Regions from separate parts of the Macaca mulatta genome. Here region 1 is linked to region 2. The links are chromatin contacts, called in public Hi-C maps. All regions are on one chromosome and are shown on one strand. The core of a region is the stretch at or near the end of the contact, and the rest is flanking DNA. Distances in the headings are between cores, read along the strand shown. Region 1 holds the start of ACBD3 (acyl-CoA binding domain containing 3). Region 2 holds the start of H3-3A (H3.3 histone A).

Region 1 (3,459 bases), core at 925-3,424, 140 kb before region 2:
AATTATAAGGAGAGGGATCAATTTTCTCAAAGCCTAATCAAAATGAAGGTTCTCACTCACTGAGAATCTAAGTCATATCTGCAATTATAACTGCACCATACTTCTGTTTTTATGTGAATCATGCAAAAGGGAATAGATTAGAATCCCTATGTTTATGGGACATAAACTTATAGTTGTACTACAGTGAGTCTGTCTGTATGTGAAGTTATATGTCTTATTCACCATAATGGATCAGATCCTGTCTAAATGTAGCCTACAAATCTTGTCCTGAAAAAACTCTCTAGGGCTTCAGTAAAAACCACACACAAAATTGTCACTGAAGCAGCCAAACAGCCATAAAATCTCATAGCACATCTATGAAACTTGAGAGAGGTTTCCCAAACTGAACAATAGCCCTAAAAAAGTACATAACAATATCAGTAATGAGTTGTGATGCTGAAATAAACTTATAAACAATTATTAAGAAACAAATTTAATCAGCCATACTGGAGAAAAGACTGATCTTTCTCTTTTCTTTACAGAAAATTACAAAATAGGCCGGGCACGGTGGCTCTCACCTGTAATCCCAGCACTTTGGGAGGCTGAGGTGGGCAGATCACATGAGGTCAGCAGTTCGAAACCAGCCTGGCCAACATGGGGAAACCCTGACTTTACTAAATTTACAAAAATTAGCCGGGCGTGGTGGCGGGCACCTGTAATCCCAGCTACTCAGGAGGCTGAGGCAGGAGAGTTGCTTGAACCCAGGAGCAGAGGTTGCAGTGAACCGAGATTGTGCCACTGCACTCCAGCCTGAGTGGCACAGCAAGACTATTTCCAAAAAAAAAAAAAAAAAAAAAAAGTTACAAAATAATTGTTGTAGGAAAAGGCAATCAAAAGTACGCAGCCAAAACAAAGGTGGGAAAAATGATCATAAATGGTGCTCCCAAAGTCTGGAAACACAGGTGAATATACATAATGTCGGGGGAGACTTCAATCTTTTAGAAAAAAATTGGTTTCCCGGCTCTCAGAAGCCCTGTAGAAGAATATCAGGCAGTCAATGAAAATATTACAGTTATGTGTGCAGTTTGTGGGTTTTGTTAACTTTTAAAATGTCATTTGTTATTTCTTTCTCTTTCTAAATATACATTCACTTTCCTACCCTTCTGCACATTTCAGGCTCCCCAGCTCCCACTGGTCCCGAACTCCCCTCCCCCCGCATCCTTTCGGATCCCAGTTGCTCCAGGTGGGCGGGTGCTACCACCCCCACCGCTGGGTCATTTCAGTACCTCCTAATTTCACCTTAATGGATCAGATCCTGTCTGAATGTGGCATACAAATCTTGTCCTGAAAAAACTCTCTAGGGCTTCAGAGAATAACTGAAGGGGTGAATAAGCCATTTCAGTACCTCCTAACCAGAGGAGGATGATGAAGGGAAGTTAGAAACGAAGAGAGAGGTCTTGAATATCCTACTCTCAAAACTTACAGAAGCGTATACTGCTAAGGCCACTCTAAGGGCCTTGGGAGGGGCCACTGTAAGCAAGGGGCCCTGAAGCTTGAGCTTCATTAACTCTATGGTAACTTTTTGTACTCTTTCCTAATGAGGGTCCCCACAAATTGTATGAGCTGCGCTTCCTGCAAAACCAGGATCAGCCCCGTCTGCAACCTCAAAGTCACTGAATTTCTCTGCAGTCTCAGTTTCCCCTTTTTAAAAAATTGGGAATTTGCCCTGCATTTCCTTAGAGTTGCTGTGAAGGCCAAACGAGATTGTGGTGGGCAAAAGAGCTCTGCAAACCACGCAAACCCCTGCAAATGTGAAGGGTCTCTGACCTGGAGGGTTGGGTGCTGGCCAACCTCGTCAATCCTCCCTGCTCCGACCCCCGCGCTGGGATCCACTGACCCCGCCCCTGTTGGGCACTGACAGCCGCAGCACCGAACCGAGGGGTGGGGGTGGTAGCACCCGCCCACCTGGAGCAACTGGGATCCGAAAGGATGGGGGGGGTGGAGTGGAGGTCGGGACCAATGGGAGTTGGAGAGCCTGAAAGATAGTCGCGGAGCCGGGGCAACTGATGGTTCCGGAGGGGGCGGGGCACCAAGCCTCAGCCCCTCTCCCGGAGCCCTCCAGCCTCTTCAGCAGCGGAAGTTCCGGTATCGGTAAGCGGAGGTCAGAGGTCATCAGGAAGTCGATACGTGGCCGCCGCCTGTCCCCGCCGAGGAGGCGCAGCAGCCAGAGATGGCGGCGGTGCTGAACGCAGAGCGACTCGAGGTATCCGTCGACGGCCTCACGCTCAGCCCGGACCCGGAGGAGCGGCCCGGCGCGGAAGGCGCCCCGCTACTGCCGCCACCGCTGCCACCGCCCTCGCCACCCGGATCTGGTCGCGGCCCGGGCGCCTCAGGGGAGCAGCCCGAGCCCGGGGAGGCGGCGGCTGGGGGCGCGGCGGAGGAGGCGCGGCGGCTGGAGCAGCGCTGGGGCTTCGGCCTGGAGGAGTTGTACGGCCTGGCACTGCGCTTCTTCAAAGGTGAGCCGGCCCAGCCCCACCCCTGCCGCTTCTGCCCGGTCCCGGGAGCCCGGCACGGGCTGTGGTCTCCAGGGTGACTGGACCAGACTTACCCTCACCCACTCATACTGGGCCGTGGTGACTCAAGCGGGGTTCCCTCCTTGGGGGTACACCAAGTTTGTCACTACCTGCTTGGCCACTAGGTCACACCCCTGACGAGCCTGCAACCTTGGTTTAGCAGTCATGTCCCGCCTCCCAGAGGTTACTGGGGCATTTTACCTGATTTAGCTTCTGGGATTTCCAGGAGCCAGGGTGGAAGAATGGGCCCACTTTCTTCCAAAGGATCCCATTCTGGGATTGCCTTGTATTATTTTTTTTTTACTGACTCTTTTCTTTTCCTGTTTCCCGTGGCTTGTCACATCAGGACCCGCCGATTTTTACCCTTAGTGGAAGAAATCTGTCAAGAGGTTCCGTATATAGCCTTTGCAGCCATTCTTGGGAACCATAAACTCGAATAGGACTTGATCCCCAGGCAGATTGATGTGGCAGAGAGGAAGTAAAATGTTAAGCTCATCATCCCCTCCGGCTTGTCAAACTCTTGAGGAGGGATGTCCACTATGTTCTAGTAACTTCTAGGTGGTTAAAATTTACATTGTAAGCAATGTGCAAGAGTGAATTCTCAGAGTAAGGCCTAACAGTACCTTCTGTGCTTTTCGCATGATTAATTGTTAAATGTCTCTTGTCTTAGAACAAGATTGTAGTGTGCGGGTTTTTTTTTTTTTTTTTTTTTAATTGGGTGATTCACTTAGTCAAATAGTGGAGAGACCAATCACATGATTTTTGTCAGTGGGAAAACCTGATGAAAAGCCTGTTAGTTTGATTCTTTTTTTTTTTTTTTTTTTTTTTTTTTTTTTTTTTTTTTTGAGACGGAGTCTGGCTCTGTCGCCCAGGCTGGAGTGCAGTGGCTGGATCTCAGCTCACTGCA
Region 2 (3,593 bases), core at 645-3,144:
TATTTAAGTAGTAAAGTGCTCAAAAAAAAAAAAAGTCTCTCTAAAGCAAAAACTTTTCCTGTTATCCATCTTTTTGTTAAATTATATGGATACATACCAGAGAGACTTTGTCCCATTTTTTCCCTGTTTTTAAATACCTGTAACGATGAGGTTTCTTCACCCCTCCAGTAGAGGGCGCACTCTTGCGAGCGGCTTTTGTAGCCAGTTGCTTCCTGGGTGCTTTACCACCGGTCGATTTGCGGGCAGTCTGCTTTGTACGAGCCATGGTACAGAGACCTCCTTACTTACCTACCAGCATGGAAAAATCAAAAATCACCATATGCAACTACTAAACATACAACTTTTCCTGCCACGATCACCCCCTCCCCATATCTGGAAATTATGATCAATATAAAAAATAATGTTCGTATTGTTATATAATTTGAAAGGGTGCAGATTACGTCTACCCAAAATCTTCTTGAAACAAACTAGAGTACTAGAAAATTGTTAGCAATTAATGTCAATCACCTCTCAAAATGCCAATTCTGAGCGACAAACGGCAAAACAAAAAGACCTCGAACAGCCTTTGATCCAATTTATTTAATTAAAGTAGAAATTAGAAATGTCTGTAAACATTCCATCCACAAACAAGTCAAAAGAACGAAGCCACAAACCACTGGAAGGTCTAGCCAAATTACAGCAAAAAAAGGTCTTCCTCCCCCCCGACTTTGGCTGCCCCCCCTTCGTCTGGCTGTTGATGGATTGCTGTAAATATCTGAAAATATTCTTGGTTTTGCATCGTTACAGTTATGTTGACAAAAAGGCGTCTCGAAAAAACAAGAGAGGAACAACAGCTACCACCAGCGAGCATTCTACAAAGCCCCGTCCTCGCGTCCAGTCTTCACAGGCTTCGCAGTGAAATGAAGTGCCCCGCACCCAGGCTTTAATTAACGCACGACATCCGCCGACCGGTCCACCCCAAGCACCACATAAACTTTTGGTTTTGCCTCCTCCGGGTCCCTCTGCACAGGGTCCCCTAACCTGCCCACCTCGCTCCCAGCGCCTCAAGCAGGAACCAACTCGCCTCCCAGACCAGAACAAAATGGAAACAATCGCAAAACGTATCGGATTCCGTTCCAAAGAGACAAAACACCAAATCGCTCGAAAATACCCCATCCCCTGCCACGTGCCGCCCTCCAAAATGCAAAAGTTTTTTTGCATTTCAAATGCATCAAGTTTCCGCTTCTCCAAAAAAGGGAAAAAAATGTCCCTCTTTTAAAAATTCTTGCTTTTTTGAAATGGGGAAGAGAGAAACGGGGGAAAAAATATGGTCGGTGACCAGAGAAGAGAGACAAGATGGTGAAGCTTAGCAACAACTGTGGGGAGGCAGCAAAAAGCGAGTTACCCCAGGGTGCGAAGCGGCGGCGATTTCCACCCCTTTCCCGCTCGAAAACTGGGGGCTGGGGCCCGGGGGCGGTAGTTAAGAGGCCCGCGCGGGTCGTGGTGAAGGTTTGGGGTCCTGGGAAGGGGCGGCGGGCGGGATTTCACCGAAGAAAGAGGAGCCAGGGGCGCGGGGAGGAGGAGGGAGAGCAGGCTCGGCGCCGCGGCGGTTGCTGCTGTTGGGCTGAGGCGGCGAGAGACTGGGGAGCCGCCGCCGTCAGAGGGAAAAGGGAAACTCGCTCCTTACCTCCATTTCTGGGCCAAAAAGTTTGTGGGCTAAGCCGGAGGGGCTACGGGTCCCCTCCCGGCACGGCCAGGGCCCGGTTCGCGGCTGACGACAAGCGGGGCTCGGTTCCGGGGAAGCGGGCAAACGGGGAAACTTACCCCCCTTCTCCTTCGGCTGTAGCTCGGCGAGCGAGAGGCGGCGCTGGCGTTAGAGAGCGACGGCGGCGCGGCGGCGGCTGCGAACACAATTGAAAGATGGCTGACACCGAGGCTATCCCCCAACACACGCCGCCCCGCCCCCGCGCCGCGCGCCAGCCAATCACACACAATGGAGGGAAGGCTCGGCCCCGCCCCCACAGCAACTCTCGCGCCCCGCCCCCTCCCCTCCCCCCGCGCGCCCGTTCGCTGGCGCGCGCTCGCCCCTCCCCCGCGCGCCGCCCGCTCCCTCCTCCAGGCCGCCTCGCGCGGTGTGTGTACAAACACAAAAGACACGCTGAGGGGCCGCCGGCTCCCGCCGAGACTGCCGCCCGCCCCCGGCCAGCCCCCGCCCCCGGCCCTGCACTCCCATCCCGCTCCGTGTGCGCACGGCGTCGAACCCCCGAGGCCCGGGTTTGGGGCGCCCGGAGGGAAGTAGGGGGAGGGGAAGGCGGGCGGAGGCGCGGCGGGTGAACGCCCGGCCTGCGGGCGTCTCGGGTCGCGGCGGGGAGGGGAAGGAGGGGCCGCCCCCGCGCAGGCCCTGGCGCGCGCCTCCGAGGAGACCCAGGCGGCAGTGGGGGAGGAGGACGCGGTCGGCCGGGTCGCCGCGCCCCATTGGAAAACGCTCCCCAGCAGGAAGCTGGCAAATAGGAATCCAGCGTCCCGTGCCCGCTGTCGGACGGGGTCGCTGCGGCAGCGGGAGGGGTGGACCGACGGCCTCCTTCCCGCCTGCGCGCCGGGCCAAGTGCGGCCGGGTCCTGCGGGGCCGGCCCGAGTCCGCCGCAGACAACTTGATCCGCTCAGACTCCTGGGCCGGCCGCTTGCGTGCAGGGCAGCTTCTCGCCGGTGTCGGCCTCCAGGATCAGGGGACGGGGCTCGCTCTCCTCCTGGGCCCGGGCCCCCGACGCAAGATGGCTGTGTCGCGTCGGCCTCTAAACAATGTGTGGAGCGAGCAGCTCCTGCACCAGGGCCCGGTGGCTTGTCCTGCCCGCCTGTGGGGCCGTGTGATCTGTTTTCGGTAGGATTGCTTTGGAAAGGAATTGCCGAATATAGATCGTCAAATGTCCGCAGCTTCTGCATAGTTTAGAAGAGGCTGAAAACAGCAGAAAGAAACCAAACATGGTTTGGGAATTAGTACATCTACCTGTTTTCCAATTCTCAGTAGCGTAGGAAACGGACTTTTCATGGCCCAAGTTATCCTCATGACTTGTCAGTTGATTGGCTTTGGAACCTCTGAACCGTCCCTAGATGGTATTGACGCTTCACAACTGTGTGTGAAGGTTTTCGGTAGAAGGGTCATGCAAATATCCCCTAGGGTAGTGAAGGAGGAAAATTTCATAAATGAAGGGCAGTAACGATTTGTAATCTGAAGATTTCACAAAGCATCTTAGTCATAAACATTATCCCAAAACAGATACGTGGAAATCAGATATGAGGAAAGAAATGGATTTGTCCAAAGTCACTTAAGTGAGGAAGAGACCTAGGAGAAACAAACAAACAAAAATCCAGGCCTCCCGTTTCATTATTACTTCATGAATGTTGTGTCCCTGGTTGCTGTGCAGAACACATGCAATCTCTAGTCCTATCCTAAAAGCACATATGCAATCAGCTTGGGCCGAGCTGCCAGCAAAGAATTTCCTATAATTCAAGCCAAGATGAGTTATTTTGCTTGTTTTTTGTTTTGTTTTCGGGAAACCAAAATATTTATTGTTGGATTTATCCAGGAAGGCTGTTCTGCATTAGTTAAATCCATC

Evidence for each region. A called contact is a pair of places that touch in the nucleus more often than the background predicts.
Region 1: a contact with region 2 is called in a Hi-C map of fetal cortex germinal zone, with 3 times the contacts expected there. The contact joins the promoter of ACBD3 here to the promoter of H3-3A in region 2. A contact is called at or near these places in 2 of 14 Hi-C or Micro-C datasets (cortical neurons and fetal cortex germinal zone).

What each region holds. Positions count from the first base shown.
Region 1 is chr1:83,928,431-83,931,889 of T2T-MMU8v2.0, reverse strand. It overlaps ACBD3 (acyl-CoA binding domain containing 3), which reads left to right and starts at 2,174. Exons shown (of 8, transcript XM_001091471.5): 1 at 2,174-2,495. The coding sequence starts at 2,210. It also overlaps the pseudogene LOC114677327.
Region 2 is chr1:83,789,342-83,792,934 of T2T-MMU8v2.0, reverse strand. It overlaps H3-3A (H3.3 histone A), which reads right to left and starts at 1,894. Exons shown (of 4, transcript XM_015115178.3): 1 at 1,804-1,894; 2 at 138-288. The coding sequence starts at 265.